Regions from separate parts of the Rattus norvegicus genome. Here region 1 is linked to region 2. The links are chromatin contacts, called in public Hi-C maps. All regions are on one chromosome and are shown on one strand. The core of a region is the stretch at or near the end of the contact, and the rest is flanking DNA. Distances in the headings are between cores, read along the strand shown.

Region 1 (5,633 bases), core at 348-2,847, 290 kb before region 2:
GGGGATCCTGTTAGCTAGTCAGCCTACTTCTGGCCAATGAGCACTGCACAGTGGAAGGAGTCTCCTTCCAGAGCAGGAACGTACTAAAAGATCCTTCACATGGTTGGGTTAGCCCCACAGGTGAGCAAGCCCTCAGATCTAGAAAAGGAAGAACTCTGTCGCCATTCACGCATCATGTAATATCTGTGCTTCCACTGGGCAATGAGGAGGAACTGTTTGTGTCACCAAGAGGAAGTAGCAAGGGTCACTCACAAAAGACCGCCATGGCGCCCAGGGCTTCTTGACTTACATTTCTATGATTGTCTTTGCCTCACTTCCCACAACTTCTCTCTGTAAACTATAGGCAGTCTGATTTCATTTTCTGCTGTAAGTAATCCCTGTAGTAAGTATTTTTAACTTTCTCATCCCTTTGACCAAATACTTGACAGAAATGACTTAGGCGAGGAAGGAGTTTGGGGGAAGAGGGGCTCAAGGCTTCAGAGAGCCCAGTCCCTGAAGCTCAGCTCTTAGCACTTGAGCAGAGGATCATATGGTAGGAGTTTATGGGCAGAGGCAAAAGGAATAAGGAAACTAAAAACAATGGCAAAAATACCAAATGAAATAAAAGCCAGTAAAATACACTGCCACCAACATCAATTGGTAAGTATAGCAAGCAGAATTTAAAAGGTGAAATAAACACATTAGTCCAATCCAGTCCACGGTTGTCAACACTCTTCCTTCTAGCTTCCGATAGGTTCTTTCCTGTGTCATCGTTCCTACTAAATATGCCTACCTCTGGTTACCAAACAATAAAAAATGAAATAGAGTGGCAAAGCCTGACAGAAATACTGTTTAATCATGTGCTCTAATCTCCTGTCAAGGCATTAGGTAAATAGAGATTTTCATGGCTAGTCCCATGCAGAGGAAACAGACTGGTGTTGGCTTTCCTGAGGAAGGCACAAGGGCCCTTCTTTGGCCTTCTCTGTCCCTAAAGTATAGGGTTTCCTTTCCTGTAAGATGTATTTTTGCCATTTTCAGTTGGCAGACTCAAAGTTTTAGGCTAAGAGTCTCAATTCCAAACCTTTTTATCCCCTCAAAAAATTTAGGAAGCCATTCAACACATTGAAATCCCTATTTTCCTTTCCTTCTTTTGACTACTTCATTGACATCTTTTTTCTATTTGTGTTTCTTTCTTTTTTTTTTTTTCAAAGCAAGGGGCGGGGCCTGGCCCCTTCTGACTCTGTCTACCAAGAGAAAAACAAAATCTTCCACAGCACATAGCATCTCCACAGCACATAGCACTCCTCACATTTTCTCAGCCAAGAATTTTCTCAGCCACAATGTAACCATCTTTACAAACCCTGTGCATCTTTTTTTTTTCTCTTTTCAACTTTCCATTTATATAATTGCCGAGGCTCCAGGCTCCACGTGGGCTTTCCCTGAGCCTCCACAATCAGGTTCTCACCAGCCTCCAGAAGGTGACTCACCCCAGGGGTGGGGGGAGGTCTCACAATAGAAAGGGATCAGTCCGCTGGCCTGGACTAGGGCTGCCACCTTCTCCCCACAGATGCCCGCCCTCCCTTCCCCTCCCCTGCCACAGTTCAAGGCAGGAGCAGCTGAGCTCCAGCTGCACAGAGAAGCTGCTAAAAGCTCCCACCTCCTCCCCACACTTCTCCAGGCTGGCAGTTCCCAGGTCAGCAAGCCACCCCAGCAGCACAGCAGCTCTGCAGTCTCTTTAATCGCTCTGTGCTTTGGTCCTCTGCTCTTCCCTCGGGCTGTCATAGCTTCTGATCAAGATTTAGGTCCCAGATCAGGGACAATTTCCAGGGAGGCTGTAAGCACCCTCCCTGCAAACTACACTAAGTCGGGTAAATAGGTGAACAGTAGCAACACAATTCGACTAAAAAGAGCCCGTGTTTTAACATGTGTGTGTGTGTGTGTGTGTGTGTGTGTGTGTGTGTGGTGTGTGTGTGCACTCGTGTATGTGTGCAGGTACTGACACTTGCTCTCCCATGCCCAGGTGTGCACGTTCACCGGGAGAGCAAGAAAATAGCCTCAGCTGCCATTCTCACTCTCTTCTCATTTTGTCAATTCTTTTCTCTCTCATTAAACTAGCCCCAAGGATCCACCCATTTTCGCATCTGCCTGCCTAAGCTAGTTACATCTGTGCTCGGCCACAGACAACTTTTATTTTCCATTTGGCGTCTGGGGAGCGACCGAGCTCTGTGTTTGACCGACCAAGCCACCTCCTCACCGTTTCCTTATTGCCCAGCTCACAGCAGAGCATCACCGTTTGCTGATGCGCACGGTGCATCAATATCACAGTGTGCTCTTCCATTTCTGCTTTGGATTCATAAGGTAGGCGAGAAGAACAAGGCTGGTATTGATCGATCCAGAGAGGGTGACATCAATACCTCACCTTGGAAGATAAAGGGACTATAGGTGGTAAAAACTCTTCACACTGCCGAGGATTTCAGACCACTGTGACAAAACTGCAAATCAGGTTCAAAAGCACTCAGGGGCACTGGGCTTTTAACTAACCATTCATAAATGGCCATAAAGAAGATTTGTTTTGAACCCACTGGCCATGGACTTCTGTTTAGTGGCTAGGAAAGGCAATAAAGAAAGGTCCTGTGTGGAGCAGGCCACACTGGCTTAAAGACAACCATCTGAATGAATAACACGACCAATGATCTTCACGACCGTCTTGTAGTGGGCTCTCCGTTTTCTCCAAGACTTGAGGCTGGCGAAGAGCTTACTGGAGTTTATATGACTCAGCCATCGACCAACATCTCCATACTGAATAAATCTCTCCTTCAGTTGGCATTGGGCATTTGACGACCCTTCTGGACGTTAAGCTCAAATCGATCTCACAACATGGAGGGCATCATTAAAAAGAAAAAAAAAGATTGTCTTTGTATATAAAATACAGATACCTGTGTGTAACATAACGTGTTTCCTTCCAACAAAGTGTTTGGGGACAATATGGTTTGCACAAATAGCATCTGCAAAAAGCTTGTGCATGCAAGGCTTTGTCCCCAGTTAGCAATGCTATTTTGAGAGGTATAAGAAAGTTTGGGAAGTGAAACCTAGTGGAAGGAAGAGGTTACTAAAGCTCGGTTCTCAGATTATCTTATCCTCTCTCTCTCTCTCTCTCTCTCTCTCTCTCTCTCTCTCTCTCTCTCTCTCTCCCTCCCCCTCCCCCTCTCCCTTTCTCTCTCTCTTCCCTCTCCCTCCTCTCCTCCCTCTTTCTCTCCCTCTTCCCCTCCCCTCCCCCTCCTCTCTCTCTCTCTCTCTCTCTCTCTCTCTCTCTCTCTCTCTCTGCTTCCTGTCTGGCACAAAGTGAGCACAGTTGCTCCTGCCAACATGAGGTTCTGCCTCATCTGGAATCAATGACATCAAGGACTTGAAGCCCTGACTCTGAGTCAAAGTAAGTTTTTTTTTTTTTTCCCTTGTGCCTGGTTTGGTCAAATATTTTGTCCCACCAATGAGGTCAGGAAGACATTACTATTGCCTGAGAAGCTTCCAGAAGAACGAGGAGACACGGAAGAGAATGAGCACCGAGGGGCTGAAACTCTAGCTTGGCTTCTTACTGTAAGACCTAAGAATTTCAATGTAACATACAGTCGTGGGCATAAAAAGCAATTGGCCAACGCCTCAAGCAAGGTGTCCATATTTGATACCCAGTCATATCCTAGTTAAGGGAGATCACACTATCCGTAAAGCTGCCAATTGGAAGGAACAAAATAGCCCGGGAACTCACGCAGTGGGGTGGTGGTGGTGGTGATGGAATTATGCCACCTGGGGAGTAAATAAACTCTAAAGCAATTCTAGGAAACCGATGTTATCACAGAGGAGCAGGACAGACCAATTATTTTAAAGTATAGGCAACCATAGAACAACTCCTTTGTTGAAGTCATCTAAAGAATAAAGAAATTAGTGGCGAAATATATAATTACAGAGTTGAATAGCAACAAAAAAATCAAGTTGTACCATCCAACTAGGACCAGAGGTTGGGTAAAGGAAGAAAGTACTTATGGGAGATTACTTGTTTCTTTTGTTATCTTTTTCTGATTAGACTATTTTAAGCTACTCTTTTAAAAAACTCTTGGCCCACAACCACCATTCAAAGCCTATATCTTTTACAAGCACAGCAAAACCAACCAAACAACCAAACAACAAAGTAACATATTCAGATGTCACCAGGACTTTCAGACCCTCCAAGCACAGAAGAAGGCACTGTCAGCATGGGCGGTATTCAGAGTGCATAGATGCCACACTGTGGGTGGGCCATACAGGCCAAGGCTGACATAATGTTGCTGCTTGTGCAACAAAGATGTGCTGTGTGGCAGAAACGTGCACTCTGACTTTGCGAAGGAGTCATGTGCAGCTGTACATAGGGCTGAGGTAAGAGGAGAGAAAAACCGGCACACTGAGGCTCTCCTCTGGCTCAGAGTCTGTGATGAGCATACGTTAAACCCTTGGGAGTCTCCCACCCCCAGAGTACAGTGGGGGAGACAGATCAGTCAGCAAAATGTTTACTGCACAAGCACGAAGTCTTGGTTTGGATCCAAGCATTCAAGTTGGGGGGGAAAGCCAAGCAGAGTGGTAAATGTTTGTGATCCTGGGGCGGGGGGGAGCGAGAGCGAGCAAGCAAGCATTGAGATTTACTGGCCAGAAAACAAAGCTAAATCAGAAAGCTCAAGGGCCAGTGAGAGACTCCATCTCAAAAGAGAAAGAGTGGATGGTACCCAAGGAAACACACTAAGATTGTCTCCTGGCTTCCACAGACATGGATGGTTATGGCGTACTGGTACACGCACCATGCGTGCGTTCGAGTGCGCGCACACACACACACACACACACACACACACACACACACACAGAGAGAGAGAGAGAGAGAGAGAGAGAGAGAGAGAGAGAGAGAGAGAGATTTATTTGAAGAGAATCTGGGCTAAATTTATAGCTATGAAGGAAGGCTTTGAGACTAGCTGGGTACACCTAAACTTAGGTCTAAAAGCCCCTGCTTTTCTTCTGTGCCAAGCTCCTCCAACTGAGAGAAGCATCTATTTAGCATGGTATAGAAACTCTTATGTGAAGAGTTGTTTGCCATGAAGGAAAGTTGTGTCCACAAGCCATGGTGTTTAAGCTACTAACACCACTTCTACAACCTGCATGCATAGACGTCACATCTATGGTCATTCTGTGTGTTTATGTGAATAGTTAATCTAGCATTTATATCAAAGCTTCAGGTCTCAGTACAAACTATCGCCAACACTGACTTACTTACCATTAATCAAAACCTGTTCATTATGAGACAATCTAAACACCTGAGTGACCCAAACATCACACCGTACTCTGGAGTACATACAATCAAAGTTTCATACAATAAAATGCTTAAAATACACACACAAAAAAAGACACCCATCTGCCATCATCACAATAAAGATGTCAAACCCACGAGGGGCTAGAGATGGGAAACTACTCCTGAATAGCTTTCAGTGACCTTTGACCTTCGTGTTCCAGAATTTCTAAGCCAGCTCTTCCCCCGAGTTCTACTTCTGTCACATAAAAACCTCCAGCAGGTGTTGCCATCCTTCCGACACAGGTTTTTGATGATTTGCCCCAACACCAGCACTTTGCTTGAGCTGCTG
Region 2 (5,573 bases), core at 273-2,772:
ACACACAGGTCCGTCCCAGGCATCTGAGAGCACGGCTGAGAAAGCCACCCTCCAGTCTCTCTCTCTCTCTGGTGGTCCCACTGCAGACAGAGTGAAGGATAGGGTAGAGAGAAATAACTACCAATATTTAGCTGTGGGACTGGACATTTAGAGCAGGCTTGAAAAATGGGGTCCCGGAAAAGGCAAAGCAGGTGCAGAAATAATGTTGAGAGGGAAGAAGGCAAGAAAAGCACCCAGCAACACTGATACATGCCCGGGAATCACCTCCTCTTTTTCTCCGTGTCATCAACACCCCCCCCCAAACCCCAGCACAACACTCATTACACGCAGCACGTGTGAGACTGTATCTTCACGGACAGATACCGATCAAAACCAGAAACTGATCCAGTGGGTGGAGGAGGGGGTGTAGAAAAGAACTTGAACTTCATTCAGCGGCTCTGAATTCTTTCACAGCCCCTGTACCTATCTGAGGCGCTTCAAAACAAAACCAACTCATGCGCAGGAAGGGAACTGCAGCTGTCCTGAGTGGCACATGTTCAGAGCACTGATGACACACACTTTTGATTATTTCTGCTTTCTTGAGATGTAACCACCAAGCATGAGCCTCAGAGAGAACCTCCCCTAAAGACTACCTGACCCTCCTCCCACCAGGACACGCATCCCAGTGCGTGCAGCTGACCCTCCGGTGAAATGTACACACAGATGAAGCTCTGACCACATGCCACTCTGAATACTGCGAAATTCTCCCCTCCCGTCATCCTGAGGCCATCCATCCAGAGTCTTGCCTACACCTAGTACGTGCATATGCCAATTCCATAGGAATATGTGATGTAAGGGTAGGACCAAAAACTGAATTTCCTCGTGACCACTGTCGTCGACCCAGTGCGCCCCTACACACGATGAGTAAGAGCACACAGCCAGCGATCAGCAAGATCCACCATGCTCAGCCCACAGTCACGCGTGGGGAGAAAAATCAGTGGAGGGCGGCGGTGGCAAAGGAAATGGAAAGTCGCCCGCCCGCCGGCCTGCCCGCGTGGGCTGTTCTCTGCGCGCCCTGAGCTCCCCTCCCCCGCCCAGGAGAGGTGTCACCCGTGGGCACAGACCCACGCGGTGGACTCGCGGAGGGTCTCCATAAGAGCGGACTGTGGGACAATGAGGACGCATCGAGCAGCCAATTTCTGCCGCGGTGGCGGTGGCAACGGTAGCAGCAGGAGCCGCCGATGCAGCTGCCGCCACCGATGCCACTTCCACCCGCTGGTCCCCAGCACCCACTTACGTTCCGAGGGTCTCCTTGAACTCGAAGATCTTCTTGATGTCTTCCGCTTGCTTTTTCCAGGAGGAGCTGCTCTCGCCGTTCTCCCGGGCCATGGCAGACTAGTGCTGTAGGGCGGCCGGGGGGTGCGCTGGGGAAGGGGCGCCGGAGGCGCGGCGCGGGCGCCGGGGGATGCCGGGCGCGGGGATACGGAGCGCAGGGAGGCTCGGGCTGCCGCAGAGCTTCCTCTTCGGCAGTTTCCTCTTTCGCCTTGGCTGCTGCCGCCGCGGTCCCTCCCTGGCTCTAATTTCTACTGCTCTCCGGCACAGACTTCCTGCCTCTGCCGCCGCCTGCCAGCCTCACTTTCTGCTACTTTCTTGCCTGGCTCCTGCTCCCTCCCCGCCGCCCGCCCCACTCCCCCAGCCCGCCTCCTCCCGCGGGCTCCCCGCCCTCCCAGTGCACCCGGCAGCCTCCCCGCCTCCCGTGAGGCGGCCTTCGGGGATGTCCCGCTCCCCCTCCCCTCCCCAGGAGCACAGTGCCTTGGGCGCCCGGGCGCAGCACTTGACCGCGGAGCCACGCACGCTCCCGGGCGGTCCGCGCACCCTGGGTCCCCGGGTGAGGGCCGGGTGAGGGCGGGTGGGAGAACCCAGCAGGTGCAGGGCGCTGGAACGCGCGGGGGAGTCCTAGCCTTTAGGGAGCTTTATTATGAAGTCAAGGCTGGGGGCGCCCGGGCTTTCCCTCTTCGAGCAGGAGGGGGCGCCTCTGCTTGGCGCTCGGAAGCTCTCCGCAAGGTGGGGTTGCGCGGCTCACGGATTCGGGGCGTCCAGGGCGGGGCGCCTTCGCATACCCAAGAGCTGGTGGCCCAAGCCTGCTTGCTGTGCAGGAGGGCGGGTGGGGGCTTGTTGTCAAGGCAATGGGCGGCGGCCTGGATGGAGCCATCGGCGGGCGGGCGTTGACTCCCGGCCCCAGCTTTGCCCCGGCAGGCGCTCCCGGAGCTCGGCAGTCTCCTCCCGACTCGGCTGCTGGAGCTAATTCGCATTGCACCAAAATCGGCTTCACATCAATTTTGGAGCGGCTAGAGGGAGCCTCCGGGTGTACGGGATAGGCACGCCCAAGGCGGGCCAATCACCGCCTGGTGGTCCCTTTGGGAGTAGAACTCCTGGGGTTATTTGGCGGCCAAGTGATGGGTGGATGCGGGACATCGTGGCTGTCCTGACCCGGGACTGGAGTGACTGGACTGACTAGTGTTTGAACCCTTCTGATTTGCTCTTTCTCACTTTGCTCCTGATGCTCTGAGGCTGTGGGCGAAATGCAGCGATTCTATGGAATGGTCATGTCAGGTTCTTTCCCTGCCGCCTTCCCCCACCAACATAACCCGCAGGTGGCTTACTGAGAAGGTTAAGGTAGCGGCAGAGAAACAATGTCCTCAGGCCTCTGGTCTCCAAAGTGAACTTTGACCTGCCAACTCGCTCCAGGCATTCACCTGTTACAGGACAGCAGGCAGGGTTTCCAGTTGGTCCTCTGGTCCAACTGGCAGGGATTGCCTCTTGATAGGAAATTTTAAGGGTTTTTTTTTTTTTTTTTTTTTTTTTGTAGCAAGACTTCCTCTCCCTTAGAGCTGCTCTGCTGGATTGAGTAAACAGCAGCCTCTTGACTGGGGACACCTGTCCCATTTTCCCAGGACTGTTCCAATTTGAGAGGGGGGAGGAGGAGGTGTAAATCTGCTTTCAGAAAAAGAAATCTTCCCACCGCCCCCCCCCCCCCGCACCTCCCGGTTGGTTCTGACTGGCCAGAGGCTCTGCCTTGGAGCCCTTTGGAGACACCCCCCCCCACCAAGGAGGTTAGAAAACAAACCATCTATCCCTGGATTTTCAGTGCTGTTTTCAACATTTCTCTGGCCCTTAGTCCTAAACACTTGAAGCTGAGAACGACAGAGAAGAAGGTGATACCCATTGGTTGATTAGGAGCATGACAACCGAGTCCTGTGGTCATCGTGTTTTAAGTGTACTTACACAGGCCTAGATGCTGTACACACCCAGCCTGTGGGACACACACACACACTCACGGGGCTGGAGGTTGGGAAGAAACACCCTAATGCTCCTAGGACCATAATGAACAAAACATGAAATTAAGTCAAGCACAAGACAAAATGATTCAATCCGGAAGAACGGCAAACACAAGGTACAAGAGGGTACTGCCGGCAGAATAGAGAAATGGACTTACAGCCAAGTTTTCTCTCATAAGCAGAAGAAACATCTTCTAGAAAAAAAAAAATTCAACCCAGTAAATAGATAAGCCAATAAGAGTCGTTTATCATCAAACATTATCTACCTAAGGGATGATATCTACAGCACTTCTCAGCAAAGTACAGCACTGCACATCTGTTTACACCACCATTACCACAGACATATGAGTAATGGGTCACACTGCTGTTATGACTGTAAAGAGGTCACGGGGCCATAGGAATTTTGCAGCTCCATTATAATCCTATGGGATTAACATCAGAATGCCATTATGCCCACATGACTGTGCTTGCTGTTACAAACCCAAAAGAAAACCTACAAACAATATCTGTGGGGGGTGGGGGGAGACTAAGGAACCTCTCTCAAAGATGGACATAGGCCCAAAGTCCAAAGCATACAGCATCCCCCTCCAGTAAGAACTATATATGTAGGCATCTTCTTGCATAAAAACTATAACATGTGGACAAGCATAGGTCAACAGAGTTCAGTGACACTGTCTCAGGACCCTTCTCCATCTCCCTCTCTTCCTGTTTGACCAAACAAGACAGTAAAAGAAGAGCAGAGATAAGGACCTGGAAGATAGTACAGTAGGTAAAGCACTTACCTTGTACATGTGAGGACCTGAGTTTGATCCTCTAAATCCTGGTGGGTTTTGGTTTGTATTGTTTTGGGGGCTTTTCTTGCGATAATCATCATCATCATCATCATCATCATCATCATCATCATCATAATAATAATAAACCAGCTGCGGTGGCAAATACTTGTAATCCCAAGGCCAGGAAGGTGGAGATAAGAGGTAAGAGGATCCTGGAGTGGGGGTTGGGGATTTGGCTCAGTGGTAGAGCGCTTGCCTAGCAAGCTCAAGGCCCTGGGTTCGGTCCCCAGCTCCGACAAAAAGAATAGAAAAAAAAAAAAAAAGAGGATCCTGGAGCATAGTGCCCAACCAAACAGCCAGCCTAGCCTATTTGGTGAGTTCTAGGCCTATAAGAAATTAATGATAATAATAATAGTAATAATAATGATAATAAATGAAATGGACAGTCAATGAGAGCCACAACTGATGCTGTCCTTTATATCCTACACACACACACCCATACATGCACACACACACACACACACATACCAATACACACACTCACACAACTCACACACACTCACATACACACCCATATGCACACATACGCGCGCGCGCGCGCGCACACACACACACACACACACACACACAAAGTCTTGCCCTTTTCCAACCAGGCTACACAAAACTCCTTGAGACCAAGTCCCGTGACGTTCCCACTACTGAAGACCTTCCAGCTTTGGTTCTCTGTAATTTATACATTGTAAAGGAATGTTGCATGAAGGAATACACTAAGCCCACTATTTGATACTTACTGTGCTGGTGGCAGTGCTAGGAAGGAGCTTGCTTTCTTGTCCAAACTCCATAATGATGTTGGTTCATTGATAAAAAGCTATTTCCATCCGGAGTAGGTTGTTGAAGGGGGAAATACAGCTTTTTAATAGCAAGCTGGCAAATCACGCCCGGAAGAACAGACCAAGGGGCCCACAGAAAATGGGAATGGCAAAGACACATTCATCTGGGCTGTGTTGTTTTCATGTCTCCCTCACCAGATGCCATGTAAAATAAACAAAAGTTCTTGTTCCTGGAAAGAGCAATAAAACATCAAGCCTTCTGTCCCTCAAGAATGCGTCATGGGCTGGAGAGATGGCTCAACTGTTAAGAGCACTGGCTGCTCCTCCAGAGGATGAGGGTTTGATTCCCGGCTCCCACATGGTAGCTCACCGCGATCTGTAACTCCAGTCCTGGGGGATCTGGTGCCCTCTTCTGGCCCCTGTGGGCACTGCATGCATGTGGTACACAAGTAAAAGCAAATCCCCATATACATAAAGTTATTTAAAAATAAAAAAAAAGAAAAACATTTAAAAGGAATACTTCATCCTTAACCTTGTAAACATCACAATTCTACTCATCGGAAGGACGGTACTTAGACTCTCCTCCGAAGTGGATACCCATCCCTTCCTGCTTGCCTATTTCCCGGCTGATAGCTGCCAATCTCTGTGATTCA

What was found. A called contact is a pair of places that touch in the nucleus more often than the background predicts.
Region 1: a Hi-C map of frontal cortex shows a contact between it and region 2, with 2.9 times the contacts expected there. The contact joins the enhancer-like site here to the promoter of Camk1d in region 2. A contact is called at or near these places in 4 of 12 Hi-C or Micro-C datasets (Schwann cells, frontal cortex, liver and 1 more).

What each region holds. Positions count from the first base shown.
Region 1 is chr17:77,779,230-77,784,862 of GRCr8, reverse strand. All of the region lies in intron 3 of Camk1d (calcium/calmodulin-dependent protein kinase ID), which reads right to left. Among named protein-coding and RNA genes, the nearest start is that of Ccdc3, 260 kb to the left of the region's middle. Within about 2 kb of position 1,597, at least 21 of the 93 cell types and tissues checked have an H3K27ac peak or open chromatin away from gene starts, as enhancers often do.
Region 2 is chr17:77,487,272-77,492,844 of GRCr8, reverse strand. It overlaps Camk1d (calcium/calmodulin-dependent protein kinase ID), which reads right to left and starts at 1,522. Exons shown (of 11, transcript NM_001107365.1): 1 at 1,277-1,522. The coding sequence starts at 1,368.